2 separate regions of the Anas platyrhynchos genome follow, and region 2 is linked to region 1. A link is a contact called in public Hi-C data. All regions are on one chromosome and are shown on one strand. The core of a region is the stretch at or near the end of the contact, and the rest is flanking DNA. Distances in the headings are between cores, read along the strand shown.

Region 1 (7,709 bases), core at 1,418-3,917:
AATGTTGACATTTTTAAATTGTAGAAATGTGTCCCCATGCCATTTATTTAGCTGTTCATTATTCTTGTATGTACCAGATCCTTTGCTTCTGATGGTGGGAGCTAACAAAACAAAACAAAACAAAATAATAATAAACAAAAAATAAGGTTGGAAAAGACCTCTAAGACCATCTGGTTTAACTGTCCCCCAACCACCAATGTCACCCACTACACCATGTCCCTAGGTGCCATGGCCAACCTTTCCTTAAACACCCCCAGGGACAGAGACTCCACCACCTCCCTGCACAACCTGTTCCAATGCCAAACCATTCTTTACAAGAAGAAATTTCTCCTAACTTCCAACCTGAAGAGGCTGTACAGTAATTCCCTCAGATATCAGTGAGAATATATCAGTAATAAGTTGGAGCAGGCTTTTCCTGAAAATAGAGTGGGTTTTGAAGTTTTGTTTGTTTGTTTGTGTGTACTTGTTTTTGTTTTACTTATTATTATTACTTATTTATTATTATTATTTATTATTTTATTTTTACATGATAGCCTGTTACCCAGGAGAAAAGGAAGTGGCACATTGTAGCACATTAAATTCTGACATGCAGGGTAAATGCTCTGTGTCTGGAGGAACAACCCAGAAATGAAAGAAAAAAGAAGGGGCAGGGGGAGGACCAGAAATACACTGAGAAAAATAAAAGAATCAACTGAATAAAAATGCAAAAAAGTGGAGAAAAGTAAAATGAAATTTTTTTTGTTAGTGAAAAACTGGAGGATTATTTAAAAAGGTGGCAATTAAATAAGAAATGACAAAGAAAGTTTAAAGTTTAGGAAGGAGCGACAGACAGGTATATGGACAAGAGAAATCTTTATTTATAGAAAGTGTGAGGTAACAGAAAATTCCAAGAAAATGGAGTACCTTCTGATAAGTGAGCGAGAAAAGTTGATACTAAATCCCAGTAAATGATTATAAACCTCTCATTTTCTACATAGAGGAGGACATTTCAGAATAGCTGCCAAGGATAAATTCTGAAAAAAAAAAAAAAATCATTTATTTCTTTGCCATATTTACATCTCTTTTGTATCAGAAAAAGATGCCACAGATTGCCTTGTTAAAAGGAGGAAAACTTGTTAAATGCAAAAAATAAAAAATTCTGAGCTGTTTCAAGGCACTGAAATGAGATGTAAGAAATTACTCCATGGCCCAGAGAACAGGAGCTGAGTTTGTAGGTTTGAGGGGTTCTGCCTCCTTGTTTTTTCTGGAGTTATAGTAAACCTAGTACTTCAATAAAGAATAGATAAAAAAAAAATTATAAGTAATTTTGCACAGTCAAATGTATTCCTTGAATAGTTTAGAGAACGGTTCTTATACTTTATCATCAGATATATCGTATCTTGAATAACTGCGCTGTATTTTGAACTGTTAACTCTAATGTGTGTTGACTTTATCACTACACTTATCCCTAGCTGTGTTAGCTGCTTTTGCAAATGCTCTGAAATATCCTTAGATGGAGGGTCCTGGCTGTTTTCATGTCCTGGCCAAGACTGTATAGTTCTCCAAGAATTAAATCAAGGTGCTTAAAAGGGCAGTCTTGCATCCCCTCTTACCGGTGCTCCGTTCTGGCTGCGGGGTGTCCAAACACCCACGTCAGGCTCTAAGGTTACTCAGATGGTGCTGGAGAAGCCAACAAGGCAGGATCCCTGCGCAGGCATTGCCCTGTAAGTCAAGTGCCATACCAGCACGTTGAGGAAAATTGGAACTAGTCAGTAGTGACACCCCAGCTTACACAGACACATTGCAAACATTTGCAGGAAGAGAGATGTTGCCAGAGCAGTTATCTGTGAGGCATTTGTCTTACTTTAGGCACTGTACAGACCATCATGAGGGCTTCAGATCCACTGAAGGGAAGGCACCAGGAACAGGCCTTGCTGTGTGTGCTGCTGTGCAGGCTTTGCTTTTGAGAATGCAGGAGAAGTGCCAGGAGGGAAGCGCAGGGATGCGACAAGGATTGCTCATCTCTGCATGTGTACAAGGGGCAGGGAAGAGGAGCTTGGATTTGGGGAAGGTGAGGCTCTGTGGTGTACCCCTGCACCCTGCTGGCAGCTGGCCGTGCCCATCATTGCTGGCAGGTGCTGTTTTGTCATCCGCAGACAACCAAACCACCACCTTTGTAATCACTTAACTCTGATTAATTAGTGACTTAACTCGGCCTGGTTTGAGGTGAGTTGTGTGAGTAGAAGTTTGTGCGTGGCACTTTTGCCTCTCATATTTATTGTAGATGTTTCTGTGGCATGCCAGTTTCTTTCTTTAGTTTATAAAATTAAGGTAGGATCATGAGGTAGAATTAACTGAGGTGAAATTAATGTTTCTGTGTGGTGTTTCACAGAAAAATGGCACGTGGAGCTGTAGGTATGGATGACATAGTGGTACAAGCCTGAGACGTGCTGTACAACCTCCAATTTAACTGAAATATATGATAATGAAAGGTATTTGGGGCCCTTGGTGAAAACACAGGCTCTCCAGCTGCTTCAGGACATTCCAGCATCTGGATGATCTATGGCTGTGATTAGTTTCTGCTTTTGACTGAAATCATGCTCAGAGTCAGGTTTCAGGTCAGAGGCATGCTATCTACTGCTCGGGCTTAAAACTAAGAAAGAATGTGCTCGCACTGACCTCTCAAGGCAGTTACACACACTGCTTTGCAAGATCAAACTCGTGTCATGATATTACATTACATTCCTCCTGCCTACCCCCTGCAGTGAGAAGCAAAGAAAATCTAGATGTGACTCCTGGCTTTTCTTTTTTTCCTGTGTAACGCGGGGCAGAAGTGTGGCAGCGCTACCATCCTCGCGGTGTAATCGCACTGCGTGAGGCAGGCAGCCTTCAACACAGGGCCCCTTCGGCTGCTAACTTGCTGCTACTGTGCTTGGCTCAAACATGTTTGTAACAGAGCAGTGCCATGTCCTTATGTACCTACTGACAGCCAAATAGAGTGAAATGTAATGTCACCAATTGCAGATACGCATGGAAGTCCTTGTGCAGGCAGATTTCAAATATTAAACATTTTTCACACTTGTAACACTTAGTGCCATTTGTGGGAAAATATAATCTCTTCCCTCTGGTCCCTTGGTTTTACAAAATAATTTTACAGCTCAGCTTTGCTTCTTTTATGAGCAAGCATGTCCTTTCCTTGGTGTCATTTACAGCTTGGGTCAAAGTCACCACTTTCTGTTCACTGCAGCCCAGACCAAAATCACACGTGACCCCAGAGGCCCTGAGCCGGGCCCTTGGGACTGGTGCTGCAAGCGGCGTCACTCAGCACAGCTTCTGACTTGGTACCTTGAGGTGGAACCTGCATACGAGGTGAAATAACTAGACTGGAAAATCTGAATTGCATTTCATGGGGTAGGGAAGCCTGCCTGGAGATGGAATGGCAAAAATCCTGCTATTTTGTGAGCTCCAAGGATTTTGTTTGCAAACTCTGAAGTGATTTTTACACCATTAATGTCTGACAGTGTTGTCTGGTTCCTTTTTTTTTTTTTTTTAGCATAAAGCAGCTGCATCATGATAAATATGGGGGCAATGAGGGAGAAGGTGAGAAGATAATCATTTGCATACAGAAATGGGAGCTGAGGCAGTAAAATCTAGGGGACAGTTACTATATAGGAGCTTGGGAGCCAGAAGTGCCCATTGCATTTCTGTCACTGGCATCTTGGGTAGGAGCAAGTTGTCCATATAGCTGGAGCAGTGGCAGAAGCATGCTTTGGGCAGTATCTTAGCTCTTCTGACGTAGCATTTGATAACAGTTAGATAGTGTTATTCCGCTCCTATCTCTGCCACTGACTTTGGGGAAGTCATTTAACATTTATATCTCAGTTTTCCACTTCTGTCATACTGACTGATGATATTCGACTGGCTAAGTTTGCTTATAGGACACCCACAGACAGTCTTCAGAGGAAAGACAGGAAAGCCCTTGCTCTTTGAGGAGACAGCTTCGAGAGGAAGCTGGAGAGTGCATTTCCTGACCTAGAGACTGAACTTTGGAAAGGGAGGAAGCGTTCAACTAGCCTAGGGGGGAGGAGGAAAGTAGCTGTCTGTGCTGTTTTCTAATAATAAACAGAAGTAATTCTTTAGATGAGGTGAGTTCATGCTGCTGAGACCTCAGATATAGCAGCAAAACATGATTGTATTTTATATCAATCCTGTTCATCAGGAAAGTTGGGGCTGTGCTACAGTATTTGCAAGGGCTGCTTTTGCTAAATGCTGTCCCAGCCAATCAGTCTGGATCTGAAATGCCCCAAGCACTGGCATATAAATTCTCCTTCTATAATCTGTTTGTTAATCTGCCTTTCTGCATCAGAAAGCAAGATTCAGCACTGGCTGAGAGAGCTGCACAGGGCTGGTTGGACTGATCTGCACGAAGAGCTAATTCCAAGCTGCTCAATACTTCAGCAGAATCCCAAGCCTCTACCTCTGCGCTCAACCTAAGTTCCTGTGGCAGGTAGAGGAGTACATGAACATGAGTAATAAGGCTGTTCCGGTGAGATATCCAGGCCCCTTCTGAAAAGTGAGGTTTTGTTTGCAGATACAACTTCACAGATGATTTTGTACACACAGTGTAATTTGACCTGAAAACTTCATCATTTCCAGGGTGGGTTTTAGGTGTTCTGGGGATTTTCTGTTCTAATTCTCTCAAATATTTGCCATTTAATACTCTGGATTACATCCCTCTGCATATCTTTTTTGCATTGGAATAAATAACAAGAGCTGATCCATCACTGAAATACCAGCCCGGTCATTTGTTTCCAGAGCTGCCAGCAAGGCTGCCCTCTGCCAATGGCAGAATTTATGAGACATCCCTCTCCATGCCCTGTCATCCCTTAGCGAGCTCTGTCTAGAAATCTGTCCTTTTCATTCTCTGCCTTCTCAAATCTGCAGTGGATTCTGTCTCAAAAAATACTGTAAAACTTCTCTCCCAGATCCTTTTGTTAGTAGAATTTTTCCATACCAAATCTAAATATATTTCCCCACTTTAAAATGTGTTTCCAGGATCATACATTTCATCTGTATATGCCTTGGGATATTCTATGGAGCCTCTTAACAGATTGGTCCAATTTAGTAAGTACATGTTATCTGAAAGACCAGCCTTTTGCATTTACAATTGCTTGTCCCTTTTTAGCAAATCTGAGAGATAAATCCCTTCTTCATTTCTGAAACAAAAGATTTTTGAATGGTAAGAGAGGCCTACCCAGAAAAAGGCATTGTTTTGACTTCTTCATAAGGTGTCTCCCAAGGGCTCTGGATGGTAGGAGCATGTAGGTTTTGCAGCCTTGAGAAGTACTGTTTAATATTCATTCCTCTTATATCTCACTTGACATTTTAAAAATTCGGTAGCCAAAAAGTTACTAGGAGATACTTTTCTGATAACTTTAGGCCAAGGGACATACCATGGAATATTTCCACAGTTTATCTGTTTTTTAGATGACTGCTCATATCTGGAGCTTGGACTCCAGATATTCACTCTGTAGCCAGTGGTAAAATAAGTACCCTCAGCAGGTGATTTGGGCACCTTGCTGCAGTCTAACGTAGATGCTCTCAGTTGCCCTCTGAAGGCAGTTGTCTTCCTGAGTGTTGGTTGTATGGAGAGTCTGCAGAGCCTACATGTCCGACGTAAGCATCCAATTGACCTGCTTCATACAAACTGTCGGAACGCAGTCCTAACCTGTGAAAAGAAGATTCCAGCATGAGACAAAGTACTGGGATGGCATAGACCCGAGGCCAGCTAGTGCTGGCCTGCAGAAGGGCATCTGTGTTCTGAATATTTGGGAAAGAGTGGGAGGCTGTGCTAACAGCTTGCTTTTCTGTTCTTGCTTCTGCACTCTGATCACCATATTCCAGTTCATTTATGCATTCTTTCTCATTCTGAGCAAGCCTGCTGCTATGGCTTCAAATGTCTGTAAAATACAGCTCAAAAAAAAAAAAAAAAAAGTATTATAAAAAATATTATCTCTATTAATTATCTACTTTCGCAGGAAGGGTTTTGTTTGTTGCAATGTTGTTGTTTCCTTTGCTTATATTTTAAACAATTGAATGAGTGATTAGAAAAAGAAGAAGTAATGCTAAAGACTAGTTTTGAAGGTAGTATAGCATCTCTCCAGCAAATGAAAGTCTGGAACATTGGACAAGGAAACAGAAGCTCTCAGAGAAGTAGAGGTCAGACATATGTTATGCTCAGTGGAACTGAGTCAGATTTTTCCTCAGTCCCTGCACTCAGTCCCTGTATTGGCTGACATCACCTTCAGAGATACCTAGCGTGTAGGAAAAACTATGCTTAGGGGCACGGATGGAAATATTGGTCATTTGAATGTAGCCTGGAGTCTGTCTGCATCAGAAGAAGATATGGATCACAGCACCACCTTGCCTTGCAGGAGAATTATGGAGATAATTTTTTTAGTTTGTTAGAAGCTCAGATATTCTGTTCTGGGAGATATATGAGTACTCTAGAAAAATAAAGGGAGTGAAAAAAGCTTCTCTGCAACATTTCTTCTTTAAAGCACTTCAGAGACTGGCAGTCTGCAACCTTTCATCAGTGTTTAAATTCAGTCTCTTGAAAAGAAAAGCATCTTGCTCTCTGTGGTAGTTCGCTGTTTCTCAGTTTGAAACCAACCCCCAGAGGGTTTCTTAAACAGCTGACCATTAAACACAGTAAAGAACAAAGATCAATTGAAAACACATTTAGATGCAGCTTCCTGGCCTGCTTTTAATTTATTTGAATGAGCACTGGGAATTATTACCATGGCTATTTTGGCCCTTTATTTGTTCCATAGTTTTTCATATAAACAATCAACTCCAGGGATGCCCAACCACTTTCTGGATTTATTTATTTTTTTTAATATATATATTTAATCTTTTCCAAATATTCCCAAAGTTATCGAAGGATTATATTTTTAATGCAGAAAACATGTTAAATAGAAACATGTTACTGGAAACAGAACTATGCTTATGAGCCTAGAGGGACTTTGCAAGAAATTTGTTTTGCAAACAGAATTTGGGTTGTGGGACCTTAAATGTTCAGTAGCCTCTTGAGTCCGGGATCTGGATGATCATCTGCTCACCTGGAGCTCCACAGGCACAAAAGGATATATGGCTCCGAAGGGTTTGCAGTACAGATGGAAATAAGGAAGTCAGTGGTTTGCCTGAGTGTACTTGTGCCTATAGGGGGCAGGCAGGGAATCCTTAATGTAGCTTGTAGCAGCCTCTGGGCGTGAAAACCCCTGAAGCATGTGCAGTTCTGTCCACGGCTGTTCTGAGACCTGAGCTCCTTTTGTTTAAGGTGTCATGCCACAGTATTGCCACCAGACCTGTGAGGCCAAACACATGGCTTTGTTGTGAGTCTTGCAATATTTGCTTGGTTTTGTTTCTGGGGTTTGCTTCTTTTCTTTTTTATTTTTCTTTTTATTTTTTCCTTTTGAAAGGTTACAGGAATGCTAAAGGAAGTGATAATATTAGCTTTTAGATTTTTTTTATGGTTTTAATTCTCACCATTGCAAAGAAAATTATGCACATTATATCAAATAACTATTGCTTTATCAATACGCAAAAACTTTCACACGCTTCTTCAGATTTTAAAACCCCTTTCACAATTTTGGGGAGTTTTAATTAGGATATTTGAAAGCTTTGAAAGGATATTTGATATGTTGAAAGCCGATGGCAATATAGCATCA
Region 2 (7,709 bases), core at 1,599-4,098, 150 kb after region 1:
CTAGGTGTGGTCACTGCAGATTGCCCAAAAGATTTCCCTTTTGCAGAAAGGTAAATCTGGCGTTGAATTAATTTCCCCTTATTAACTGTAAATTGTGGTTTCAGTAGCTATGTGTGCCCTGCTTGAGTTCCTGTGTCTCAGTTAAGTGTCCTGAACTGTCCCAGGTTGTGGCAGGCTGTTAAATCATTTGCTGCTTTCCCTCTGGAGCTGGCAATCCGAGAGCTGTGCCCAGAGTTCCCATGCACAGGCTGCTCATGAGGTGTTAGCGTACTTATCACAGATACATCTGAGCAGAAAAGCCCATCTCTAATGTTCTCAGATGCCGTGCCTTGGATCTCCTGCTAAAATGAGTACAAGACTTTAAAATATTCCAGATTTTTTTTCTGTCTGAATCTGCGATGTTCTATGAGCTGCTTGGGCATATAGGTGCGGCACAAAAGCATTTGTTTCTTTAGTAGGCACAGATGATACCCAAGCTGCAGCTAACGTCACTGTGATCTCAGCCACAAAATACAAAAAATAAAGGGTGGTCATGGCAGACTCAGGAGGAAGTCAAAGCCCAGTTACAGCGCATTTAAAAACCTATTGTCATAAGAAGAAATGTTTTTGACTGGAAAGCTGCTGATAAGAGTGGTTAACTTATTCAGAGGGAACCAGTGACCCACTGCATGTCAAGTTACTAATTTGTCTCCTCTGTGCCAAGCAACCCTCTGGACTGCTGTTTTACAAGCCCTGGATCTGTGGCTGAGCAGAAGGCTGATGGCTCACTCAAGCAGGAGCCACCTTTGAGCCCCGAAACCCTGCAGGTATAAGCCCTCATCACTTAATGAGGGTTCAGCAGCTGATGAAATTTTTCCAGTCTGTTTCTTTACAAGGGAGGTCTGTGTAGACATCAAGTCACTGTCTGAACTAGCTGTGTCTAGTAGGCAGGCCAGAATTAGAGTGGACCAAAGAAGCTGATCTGCATTTTAAACCTTGCCTTTTCAGCTCTTGGGCGTGCCAGCTGTAGGCTTTGCTCTGCTTCTGTGATATTAAGCAGAGTTTAGGGTTTGGACTGCCAACCTTTTAAAACCTACTGCTGTTTACTAGATTGTAATGAGCTGGATGACAACATGCAGACCAGTTGCTTTGGAAACATTTGTTTATGGGTTTGTGAAATGAAGGCTCTGAGGTGCGATCTCTTTCTGAAAATGCATGGAGGGGGGAGCACACGTGCTACTGAAACAGAAAAACAATGTTCATGCAAAACAGTGGAGTGCTAGCTGTTTGTAAACTAAATTTAGGCTGCAAGTCAGAAACTTTGTTCCAGCTATAAGAAAGGAGTTGTGGAGGCAGGCCATGTTACCAGTTTCAAGCTGGAACTTGAAATGTTCCTGCCCAGGATTGTATGACACAGTTGCCTGCAATAGCATGGGAGTAGGCTTTGATGACCCCGGAGATCCTTTTCTGCCCTGTGTTCCAAAGTGGTGACCTTGAACTCAGTTCAACTCAGGTTATTGGTAAATTTTGTTTACTCTGAAGTTGGTGACTGGAAGATGACTTGATTCAAAAGCATCTGGTTTCTTAAAGCCACATCTCCCGGTTTACATTTCCTATTTGACTTTTCTTATCTATGCAGTGACATGTTACTGCTAAATTGCACAGAACTTGGCACATGCCCCAGATATACCCATTAGGAAGAAAACAAACAAGCACCATATAAAAAAAAAGACAGCGATATTGCATATGAAATGTGCTATGCTTGTTTATTCCAACAGCTGTAAGTTCAATTATTTATAAGAACACACTATTTCAGCTTGTGTTCAGTGCTGCCATTTGTTTCATGTAGCTGAGCCTTTGCTGCTCTCTCTTTGCTGTTTTAACACTTGCTGAGGAGTGTGGGGAGGCTGTGTTGTTCAGAATCAGTATGACTCTTCTGTGTACTGCTTATTCATAGTCCTTTCATGACATTTATTCTTAGGAGCATAATGTCTTCTGAAGGAATGACAGAATGTTCTTTAACTCTTAAAATAAAAATGACAGCCAACACGTTTCTCTCTTATTTCAGGATAAGAGAATAATGATACTTAGAGAGAGATGATTGCATGGGTTAACCTGCAGCTGCCTATTAGATTCTAGTTATTTTCTATTGCCACATTTCATATGACAGTGTGAGAGGTGCAGCAGAGATGTACTTTCCAGAGACTTCCTTTAAACAGAACCTCCTGGTAGGAGACACTGGCTGCAGCGCAGCCCTTTGCCTTCTTTCCAGCTTTGGGAACCCATGTTGCCAGCACAGCTGGTTGAGCAGAGGATCTGGATCAGAAACACTGGTGACAATGTGAGAAAGGGTCTGAGCCAGGGACTAAAAGACTGAGTGCCATCAGTGATGTATGAAATCTGACGAGTTTTTGTGATTGCCGATCCTCCCTTAAGTCTGAAAGTCTCTCGTTTTTCTAAAAGCCTTATCTCATAGATTATTTATACATAAGATTTTTTTCCTTTTAAATGCAGCCACTAAACTCTTAAAGCTCTTGTACATGGAGAGAAACTTTTGCAAATATAAAAACTCAAAACTGGGAAGCTAACGTAGGAGTCTGAGTCTCAGGGATTTAAGGGGCCTGTCTGATAAATCTTGAATGCTTGTGGTTAGCAATTGTTTTTAAATCCTAAGCAAGTCATCAAAGCTATCAGTAACAAGAGAAGAAACCAAAGGAAATTACTCTTCCCCACGTGTACATTAGACCACCGAAAATAACCACTGCCTGTGACTCTTAGCTGAGATACCAGTGACTTAAGAGCGTGTGTCCTTACTTGGGACTATTAATGAGCTGTTTGTTACCTCTGGCCATTGCAGGGGGAGTACTTGAATGTTTAGAGCATGTGAGATAATCCAGAGACATGTTGCACAGCAGTAGTCACCACTTATCTGCATTCCTCCTAAATAGGGCTCTGAATCCGCTGTGCTGTGTTTCCACACCAAGTAGGGAAGGAGCTGCAGCCTTCGGAGAAATGTGCTGGGGTGAAAGGGAGGAAGGAGCCGTTGAACATCTGCCTAGATGCACGAGGGAACTGGCAAGGAGCTGGTGGACATTAAGTACAGACACTGGCATCTTCAGGACTACAGTTGCTGGCATATGCCCTTAGGAATTCATTACCTTTCATTGTGTTTTGAATGTTTGCAGCTTTGAAACCGTTGTTGCTACATCTGTCGTATTTCAGGAAAGGCATGAAAGCCTGGCAAGGAGACAGGGGACTGCTGGTTACGTCAGGGAGCTGGAAGGAGATACTTGGGTGATTTTGTGTGTGTGTGGTTTGGTTTTTGTTTTGTGTGATCTTGGCAGTACCAGTTTTCAGTTTCTAAGACTGACACGAGGGATCTCTTTCTGGTTCCTTTTGAATGGCTCAGTTACGAGGTGTGGGTGAGCATACTGCCCATGTCTATGGGACCGGCTTCGCTGTGTCTACAGGAAGTTCTCTAGAGCAATTGGGAGCAGCAAGTGCTTCCAGATCCATCCCTTTTGCAGCCCATGGGCAGGCTGTCTGGCTAACCTGGCAGAGATGCTCTGCTCAAGGATGCACCACCCAAATACTCGCAGAGCACTGACCTCGTGTGTACATCCCCAAGTGCTAGAGGGCAGCACTCTGCTGTGTGGGGGCCATGGAGCCAAATGTGCTCTGTCTGAACCAGGTGTCTGGTCCCAAGAGCAGCCTTAGGCTACTCCATAAAATACAGCATGGATGTAACAGCACTTCAGTGTGTGGTTTAGATTAAGCATGTGGGAGACAGGTAGGAATAACTCCGTAGCCCTGATGCCAAAAAGGCACTGAAGCATGTTCTCAACTTCAAACATGCACCATAATTTCTTCAATCTAAACAGCAGGTATTTCTACCTGTGCGCAGTGAATCTGCACAAAGAACTGCAAGTGACCTACATCAACTTTAAAATCAACTTTAAAACTGAACCTCTGGAGTTACAGGAGTTGAAGCACTCTGGACTGTTTATGGTAACCCCCAGCCCTCTGAATCCATTCTTTGTAAGGGAACCTGTGTTAAGTGTGCATTCACTGGAGTGCTTGAGTAATGCTGATTGGCTTCACAGTTAATGAACGCTGAATGCTTGTTATTTTAATTGAATTCTGAAATCAGAATGGGGATATGTAGAAAAGTCATTTTTCTACATCTAGTACTAATGAGTTTGTACACCTTCATTTAATTTTAGAAAGCTTATTTCTGTAATTGCAACTTTATTTTTAATCTCAGATCACTTTTTGTGAGAAAGTAATTTGTTCTTTTAAGGCGAAATAATTGAGGTTTGTAGGTGTAGGGTTTCTTGGCCTCTCCTCAGTCTCCTCTGCTCTAGGCTGAACAAGCGAAGTGACTTCAACCACTTCTCATACATCTTGCTCTCTAGATCCTTCACCATCCTTGTAACCCTTATTTTGACACTGACTGATAATTTTATACTGCGGTGCCCAAAACTGCACACAGTGCTCCAGGTGAGGTTGCACCAGGATGATCACTTCCCTCAACCAGCTGGCTGTGCTGTGCCTGCTGTACCCAGGATATGGTTGGTAGAAATCAAAGACAGATCCTGTATTGGCAGGCAAAGTAGGGAAGCGGGCCTTTAAGTTCCTGTTCAGGTGGTTTGAGACTGTACCCCCTGAACCCACACTGTGTTCTGGTGGGATCAGCTTCAAGTTGGGCTGTGTCTTGCTGAGCCTTCCCTGGCCCACAATGTATATCTTATGTGGACATTTTAATGAATAAAATAATTCGGTGTTGGTAGCTCTTCCTAGAGTGACGTGCCTGGAGCCCAGGTATTGGGTAGTTTTACAGACTAGTCTGTTACTATATCTGCTTGTTTAATTTTCTTTATTTTCCTTTTTGATTATCTGTTGAACATGCTCATTATACTCCGGCTGATACAAAATGAATACTGGATAAGAATGGGGGGATTTCGGGCAAAAGGGCAAATTTCCTTCCCTGAAGACAATTTCTACCTCTTACCATGCTGTATTGCTGATTCCAGTTCTAGTAACAGGAAAACAAATATCTCCAATTCTCTTCTTCAGCTTCTTGTTCCTAGCAACTTGGAAGGAGAGAAGGTGGGGAAGGTGTTGTATCCCCTTTCTCCCATGTTTCACAGATCAGTGTCTTTGGTTATGCACAATTGTACAGCTTGTGATACCTACTCCTATTCATGCCCTGGGATGCATTTAATTACCCGGAGTCACTCTTGCTCTCATTAGTGTTATTTTTTATTTTTTTTTTGTGGGAGTGGTTGAAAGGGTTTTGAATTCAATCTAGGGCCTTTAGAGAGTTAAGACATCCTGGCAAACATAGACATGTTTTGTAGACATGCTGTTCTTTCACTGTCGAGACCAACATCAACAGTGTGATGCTGTGAAAGCTGTTAGGCTGCACACATCAAATCCTGCCTGGAGTGGGTACTGGGTAAGAGTAGGCTCCACAGTTGTCCCCTGTAGTTTCTCATGACTGAAAATTGACTTTTCTCTTCCAGTCCCAGGCTGATAGTTTTTCCTCTCGGGTTGGTGATTTCATTGCCTTTGGTTCCAGGAGGATTAAAGCTTCTAATTTTAAGTTTCACTTATCAGAGTCTGTTCCTAAAGATACCAGTAGCACTGCAGGACTGGAAATGGTTAGCACAGAAGTTAATATGCATTTCTACAAATGTCTCTTCTTCACTGTAACATCTTCCAGAGGAGAGGCTGACTTTGATATGAGCAGCAGATTGTCTTGAAATCTGGCAGTGGCCTAAGCTGAGGGTTTTAGCTTAAAGATGGTCTCACTATGATTTTTTTTTCTCCCTGAAAGTGATACACTTCATATGTTAAAAGCTAACCAGACTTGTAATTTTCCATATATAGACATATGCTTTAATCAGTATCTCATGATTTGGTGTTGAGGATTCACTTTAAGGTTTGAAAGTAGTACCTGTAATTGGGTGGAAATACTCATCAGTTTCTGATGATTATGAATAAAAATTGTAACTGCTGACTGACATAAATTCGTTTGGGTTTTGAACTAAATTTCTTGATGAAACTACAATTCTTACCTTGACTTTTGTAGTGATTGTTCAGCATCGTATCTACTGCTGCCTGGGCAGGCATGAAAGAAATTAACCATTCTGTCTTTCACTTTAAACAGAGATAAACAAAATCCAGAAGTGAAAAGGGCAAGTCCTTCTGCCACAATGAGCTCTGGTAAGTCTGTTATTTTCTATTTGCAATCATTAGCCTACCTCTTCATTGATACATTCTTTTATTCTTCTTCTGCATCTTGGCAGGCAAAGCCCTGGCATCACAGAATGGTTTGGGTTGGAAGGGACCTTATAGACCATCTAGTTCCAACCACCTTGCCCCAGGCAGGGATGCCACCCACTAGGTCAGGTTGTCCAGGACCCTATCCAACCTGGCCTCAAACACCTCCAGGGATGGGGCATCCACAACATCTCTGGGCAACCCCGTTCTAGTGCCTTACCGCCTGTGGAGTAAAGGATTTGCTACTAACATCTAATCTAAATCTCCCCTCTTTTAAGTTTAAAGCTGGTATCCCATGTCCTATCACTACGATCCCTGATAAAGAGTCCGTCTCCAGCTTTATTGTAAGCCCTCTTCAGGTACTGCAAGGCTACTATAAGGTCTCCCTGGAGCTTTTTCTTCGCCATGCTGAACAACACCAGCTCTCTCAGCCCTTTCTCATAAGAGAGGTGCTGCAGCTCTCTGAGGAAAATCTCAGGGAACCTAACTATTGGAGAAAGAATGGGGAGGCTTCTTAATAAATAGCGTCATGGATTGACCTTTGCTGTGTTAATTTGGCGTATAAAGCTCAAATAACTAGAAATATTTTGAGACAAGGTAGGTCCCTTCAGCTTCTTTTACTTTGTAATACAAGATTAGAATTCAAAATTATTGTGACTACTTGAAAAAATAAAAGATCTGAAAGAAGTGGGTATGTTTTAGTAGTGGTGAATGCAAAATTTGACATCTGGACATGAAAAATCAGCTGCTCAAACAAAAATGAGGGAAGAGGAAATGGGGCTAGTTGGCAAGAGTAAAACTGCTGGGCTTGTCTAGGTAACAGGCAAGCCACAGTGAAAAACTAAAGCAGACACCATATTGAAATGCCATATGTAGGACCCATGGAATAATATTCTCGACTGATTTTAGCACTTTATCATGTCTCAGCGGGAGTATCATGTCCAACGTTTAGCACCACATTTTGATAAAAACATGAACCATTTGGAGACAGCCTAGAGGAATTATAGAAAACTAATCAGAAGTCTGAAAAACACGATCTGGGAATTTGAATTAAAAGTTGCTAAAACTTTTACAGCTTGTAAAACACTGGAGTAGACTGCTCTAGGGTGATACCATAAGTTTGTAAGAACTGTTTAGGCAAATGTTTGTCAGCAATGACAGAGGTAGAGTTGTTTCTGCCGTGGGTCAGGAATAGAGCATTAGATGACTTTTGCAGGTTCTTTCCAGCATTGTCTTCTGTGTTTCTCTGAATTCACAAAAGCCAGTTTTATTCATGTCAGCTGAGGACCCTGCAGGCTCACATCTCTCTTTTTCCGTAGAGAACATTGTGATCTTTATATTGGCCCTGAGTTCAGCAAATGTTTTCTCAATAAGCTGGATTTCACATTAAATTTCCTTCAAATCTCATATTTGAAATGGTGCAAAAGAGTTATCCCATCAGCTTT

What was found. A called contact is a pair of places that touch in the nucleus more often than the background predicts.
Region 2: a Hi-C map of skeletal muscle shows a contact between it and region 1, with 2.2 times the contacts expected there. The contact joins two enhancer-like sites. A contact is called at or near these places in 5 of 8 Hi-C or Micro-C datasets (F5 follicle, liver, skeletal muscle and 1 more).

What each region holds. Positions count from the first base shown.
Region 1 is chr6:20,028,709-20,036,417 of IASCAAS_PekinDuck_T2T, forward strand. All of the region lies in intron 2 of SORBS1 (sorbin and SH3 domain containing 1), which reads left to right. Among named protein-coding and RNA genes, the nearest start is that of EIF3F, 7.1 kb to the left of the region's middle. Within about 2 kb of position 2,668, at least 1 of the 8 cell types and tissues checked has an H3K27ac peak or open chromatin away from gene starts, as enhancers often do.
Region 2 is chr6:20,176,348-20,184,056 of IASCAAS_PekinDuck_T2T, forward strand. It overlaps SORBS1 (sorbin and SH3 domain containing 1), which reads left to right. Exons shown (of 40, transcript XM_072040126.1): 7 at 6,152-6,207. The coding sequence starts at 6,198. Among named protein-coding and RNA genes, the nearest start is that of PDLIM1, 71 kb to the right of the region's middle. Within about 2 kb of position 2,849, at least 7 of the 8 cell types and tissues checked have an H3K27ac peak or open chromatin away from gene starts, as enhancers often do.